Linked DNA regions of Mus musculus: region 1 is linked to region 2. Evidence: chromatin contacts called from public HiChIP or PLAC-seq data. All regions are on one chromosome and are shown on one strand. Each heading gives the region's core, a stretch centred on a gene start, on an enhancer-like site or on the middle of the called end of the contact. The rest is flanking DNA. Distances are from core to core; before and after follow the strand shown. Region 1 holds the start of Ctsg (cathepsin G). Region 2 holds the start of Atp12a (ATPase, H+/K+ transporting, nongastric, alpha polypeptide).

Region 1 (2,700 bases), core at 63-2,562, 260 kb after region 2:
AAATTTTTATTTATTTATTTATTTATTTATTTATTTATTTTTGCTCAGAAAGAAAAAGGGTTTGATGTTTCACTGTTAACTATGATTAGTGTGGAATTTTATGAAATCAGATTTGTTTCTAGCTTGCTGTAAAAAAGCTCAGTAAATGATTGTGAATTTTAGCAAATGTTTGGACAGTTTTTCCTTTTGTTCTTGCATCACGTGAACAGTGTTTCTCTGTAATCAGTTAGTTACTATAGCAACCCATTTCCAAATGCAAAGGCAACCACGTGCTCCTAGAATAAACTCAATCTTCTCATGAGGTAAGTTTTTGTTAATTGATGTGTTTTTACTTGTATCAAATTTGATGTGTATTCAAAAGTAATAGTGCCCTATAATACTCCCTTCGCATAAGGTATGGGTGTTGCCTGGACATTTAATTTGTGATAAAGGCTGCATCCTCTGACAAAGTAAGGTTTTGTCTTCTTTTCATGGTGATAAATGATATTTATAAAACACATGCTTCTAATGTCTTACATGGGCACATACTTTCTGGGTAGAAAAAAAATTAAACTATGTCTTCTTATTGACACCACATCAAGGAATCCTTTCTAGAGAGAAAGTGGAGCCAAGCACAAATAAGGACTTGAAAAATGTAACACGCCAATATCTTCCTCATAGATCAAGAATTAATATTTTCACTGGATTTGGTGTTAAAGTTATGCTAATCTCATAAGAGATATGGGAACCCTGCCTGCAGGAGTCATATAGCAGCCTCTGACTATTTTGATTATCAAAAGTTCATAATTCATGGGTTCAGTGCCTTCCCTGTAGCTTCCTGCCTAGACTCACTATTCCTTCAGTTAGGGCCTGAGGATAAGTCCTGTGCAGGCAGCTCTCAGTCTTTTACATTCTCGGGTCATTTTAAGAAGCCATGTTTCTGGTTGCTTTCAGTGGGAAAGTTGACACGAATTCCTTGATCACTAGTATAAAATGCCCTGTGCACACCTGTATCTACATAACTGGGTGTGTATCTTTCATCCCTCTTTCCTGTATACACAGGCTATTTTATCCTTTTTCCTTTATTTTTCCCTATTTATATATCTCCCAGAAGGAGAGGAAGAAAAGGAAGTAGTCACCTGTTTCTCTGAATTACTGCGTGTACGGTGAACTCGGTACACAGTATTCAAAGACCTCACTCTTCGCTGGATTCCTATTTTGCTGTCAGCAAGGACACGGCAACTGTGTGGGACACCACATGGGCGTGGGCAACCCTCCCTTCTCCCCGATCACTGGCAGTTGGTGTGCAAACCTCCTAGGAAGCTTTGGGTGATGAAACCTTTCACACGAGCAGGAAAATAGATCTGTGACCTCTCAGAACCACCCTTCCTTCCTCTCTCTCCAGGGGAGGATAAAAGTCTGGCAGAGAAAAGCCCCGGCAGCAACTGACTAAGCAACGGTTCTGGAAAGATGCAGCCTCTCCTGCTCCTGTTGACCTTTATTCTACTCCAAGGAGATGAGGCAGGTGAGTGGCCAACCACACCTCAGAGATCAGGTCCTGTCCTATACACTTGAATAGACAAGTTGTAGCAATCCTAACTCTGCATTGTTGAGTAAATTTCTTGAACTCACATCTCCTCAGTTTCCTTACCTATAAAATGCAAATGGCATTAATACTGTGGCCTAAGGTTGCTATGACAATTACATTGGTTAATAAACAAGAGAGTCTTGTTATTGGCCCTGACATATAGAAAGTACGATATAAATGTTTCCTACATAAATTTATTCAGTCACCCATATCTAGTGCCATGATTTGAGAAGGTAGACTCTGGGCCATGGGGTGCTCTCTGAGGAAGGAAGTACCAGGGAACCGAGAAAGCGCAGACTTTGGGAAAGCGTCTCAATAGCCAGAATCAGCCTCATGTGGAACAAACATCCTTCTCCATTTGGAGGAGCACACAAAGGTCTGGGAAGGAGACGAGTCTCCCTTCAAACTAGGAGTAACTCCTGTGAAGTCTTAGCATCTTCTCCATGTGCCTGGAGGCCTGCAAAGCTCCTCTGTATCACCTCCCTCCCCCACTTGCAGCCTTTCTAAAGCTGCCCACCTGGCACTGCCGGCAAGCTCCCAGGTACACGGGTAAGTGCCAGATCTTTCTTTGCAGGGAAGATCATTGGAGGCCGAGAAGCCAGGCCCCATTCCTACCCCTACATGGCATTTCTTCTGATCCAGAGTCCAGAAGGGCTGAGTGCTTGTGGAGGGTTTCTGGTGCGAGAAGACTTCGTCCTAACAGCAGCTCATTGCTTGGGAAGGTGAGGAACTCAGACGCTTCTCAGGAAGTCAGTGTCCCCAGACTCCCTCCACAGAGCCTGAACGTATGCTATTACAATTAAGTATAATGATAATGAAATTCTGGAGACAAGATGAGACCAGGAGGAGGGCAGTAAGAAGCAAGTGTCTGTACACAGAAAAGGAGGCTATGATCCAAAAGCCAACCAACCAAACAGAAGAAAGTGGAAAGCACAGGCTGGGCGCTAGCTAACTAAGAACTCAAACTGTTTCTGTTTAATCTGCTTTCCCCAGTTCAGGGTTTGTGGGAAACAGCAAGAAGGGGTCAGGCCCAAGGCCCTCCTATCCCCCTCCCCCCCACACACACCCCACCCCCATCCCGCTCTCTCCAGCTTGTTTTTCTGCTCTTGAGCCATTCATGCACCCTGCGGAAC
Region 2 (2,700 bases), core at 46-2,545:
TCTAGGACTGCCTCCAACCAGAACACAGGAATCTGGCAGCAAGGATAGAGGAGGACACAGGAGAACAGAACCCAACAAGTAAAGTTATCATCATGCTCTAACAGACAGACAAACCAACCAAGCAACAAACAAGGAGATTGGAACCCTTCTAAGATATTCCAAGACGTTGATGCCATTTTTTTTTTTTCCTTTACCAGAGGGAAGTTATAATGGCACATGCTCTGGTGAGGAGGCACCAGACTCTTTTGCCTTCAGGGGACTGACCAGATCAAGTTCTTTCTTCAGCTCCTCCTCCTGACTCTTGTTGGGTTCTGAGTCTTTGTTCTTCCCGCCCTTGAACTTTTTGTCATCTTTCTGGTCTGCCAGCTCGACGTCTTTAGTTCCATTGAGCTCTACAGAATAGATTTCTGTTTTCTGGAAGAGAAGCAGACGTGTAAATATTAGCTCCAGACAGGTTTCCTTGAGGAGGTGCCTAGTTCCTCCCAGAGGGTGGGGGTATCCCTAGAAGAAGAAGAGCGCTAGCCCCTTCATCTCCAGCTGGAGAGGAAGTGGAGGACCCGACTGTGGGAAGTCTCCCTCCTTACCCCCCCCCCCCACACACACACAAAATCCCTTCTCTGTGGAGGCAGAAGCCTCATCTGGTACAGCCCCAGCAGCATCTTTTCAAGGGACCCCTCTCTGGGTCTGGGCAGGCGTGAAAGTTATCATTTTCCCTAGCACCTTGGTCCATGGTTCACACTGCTTCTTAAGGAAGCGGTTTAGTTTCAAATAGGCTCACTGCAAGCGTGCCTTTTCAGACCCTTGCATCCAACAGAACCCAAGTCATCTCCGAATTGGAGCTTGCAGAACAGCTGCTGTGCTTGGCAACTCTGAGGACCCTTCTTGCACAACTATACTAACTTCTATACACTGTCTGCCCAAAAGTTTACCATATATGTTCTTGGCAGCTGGGATTGAGTTCAGTGTTAAGAACTATAACCTCTATTGTCCCAAGACCAAGCATTTCTTTTTCTTTTTCCTGCGCTTCCCGATGGTCGTCTAAGGTCCCCACTAGACCTGGAGATATCACGCACCCGGCGCATACTGTGACTGGTGGTCCAACCCGCTGGCAAATGATGAAAGACACCGGATGCTGGCGTGCTGAGGTGAGCCCGGTAAGTATGAGGACGCGCGTTGCCTTAGCGGCGCGCTGGACTGTGGTTCCTAGAGACAGGTCCGATCTTTCGGTGGCGGCTGCCGCGGCGGTGTGCAGGTCCGGGTCCCTGAGTGGTGACAGCGACGATGTTGGCGTTACAGAGACAAGGCACCAACCCGGACCCAGCACGCACCTCCGCGGCCGACCGCCAGCCGCTGTCCTGGGGAGGTGGAGCGCGCCTTAAATGCCGCGCGCTCCGCCCACGTACCTGGGGCGACGCAGCTCACTGCACTGGGGACGCCCCTGGGGTAGGAAACCCGAGGACACGCAAGCCTGGGTGGGGTAGGATTGGTGGCCAGGGATCTGAGGATCTTAGGTGGGGACTCCTCTTGATACCTGGCTGGAGGACGCGGGGTCTGCCTTAGGGCGGGTCTGGAGACCAGGTCCAGCCGGTTGCGCAACAACAGTGGCACGCGCCAGGTGCGTGCAGCCCCCGTGCAAGCGCCACTGCCTTTCTGTCAGTCGGACCCCGGATTCCTGCAAGCCCTGGGCTCATCCACGCCCTATGGAGCTTTTATGAAAATCCACACCCACTTTCTTTTAAAACTGCAGTTTCCTTACCAATAAAGGAATTTATTTTAAAAATGTGTAAATGAGGGTGGGGCGGGGAATCTATCTAAGGTGACTGAACAATAAATACCAATTTTAGAGTGCATTTGCTTAGATAAGTGAGACTCCGGAGCAGTCTGGGCCAACCGCCAAAGACTTTATTGAGTAGCTGAATTACTTTGTAAAGATCCAGAAAAGAAATAAAAATCTGGAGTTTTGAAACAATATTGGAAGTAGAGAGGATAAGGGGACCTGGGGGTGGTGGTTAGATCAGAGCTCCAAGGAGGAGCAGGCTGAAGGTTTTCAGAGCCAGGGTTTGGGTAGGACTTTGACGACACAGATGGATAGCTCTGTTCTCCAAAATACTGCTCACCATCGCTTCTGCCTTTACTACCTCCTGCCTGTCCTCCCCTTTTCCTGCAATCAGAAAGGGCAAAGTTGGAAATCTAGGGTTTTCCTACTGTGGACCAGGAACAAAACAATGAGTCCAACGTCTTCACTCCACAGATTCTTTAGACTTGGAGGGGATGTTGTGTTGCAACACAGACTGGAGCCACAGTGCTCCAGACCTGTGTATTGTCTTCCCTGCTTCCTCCAGGGGAGAATGTGGGGTCTGAGGGGTGGTGCTGCAGGCGACTTTTATTTATTTACCAGCTGTTCTGGCCAGCCCTTAACTCAGGGACAACATAGGCTGGAGAAGTAAGTCCCAGAGAGATGTTCCTGGGTCACGGTCATTATGGGGTTTCAAGAGCAGACCCAGAATGCAAAGTGCAGGCAGGGCCTTAAAAATAGAATTTAGAATATTTAGAAGGTTGTATCTGTCTGCGTCAAGTGTAGGGTAGGATAACATTAAACTTGACAACGGTTTCAGTCAGGTTCTTTGGTACCTCCTGGGTTTTACAGAGGTGAGGTCCTGCTTAGGTGCTGGGTCCTGCACTGTTCCTGACTTCTGCCAG

What was found. HiChIP or PLAC-seq counts read pairs in DNA pulled down with a chosen protein or histone mark.
Region 1: an H3K4me3 HiChIP or PLAC-seq map of forebrain shows a contact between it and region 2, with 3 times the contacts expected there. The contact joins the promoter of Ctsg here to the promoter of Atp12a in region 2. A contact is called at or near these places in 1 of 39 promoter capture datasets (cranial neural crest), 1 of 484 Hi-C or Micro-C datasets (embryonic stem cells) and 1 of 115 datasets of contacts at active chromatin or transcription factors (forebrain).

Annotation. Positions count from the first base shown.
Region 1 is chr14:56,101,186-56,103,885 of GRCm38.p6, reverse strand. Ctsg (cathepsin G) reads left to right here and starts at 1,312. Exons shown (of 5, transcript NM_007800.2): 1 at 1,312-1,504; 2 at 2,142-2,289. The coding sequence starts at 1,450.
Region 2 is chr14:56,363,663-56,366,362 of GRCm38.p6, reverse strand. Atp12a (ATPase, H+/K+ transporting, nongastric, alpha polypeptide) reads right to left here and starts at 1,295. Exons shown (of 23, transcript NM_138652.2): 1 at 1,074-1,295; 2 at 265-414. The coding sequence starts at 1,082.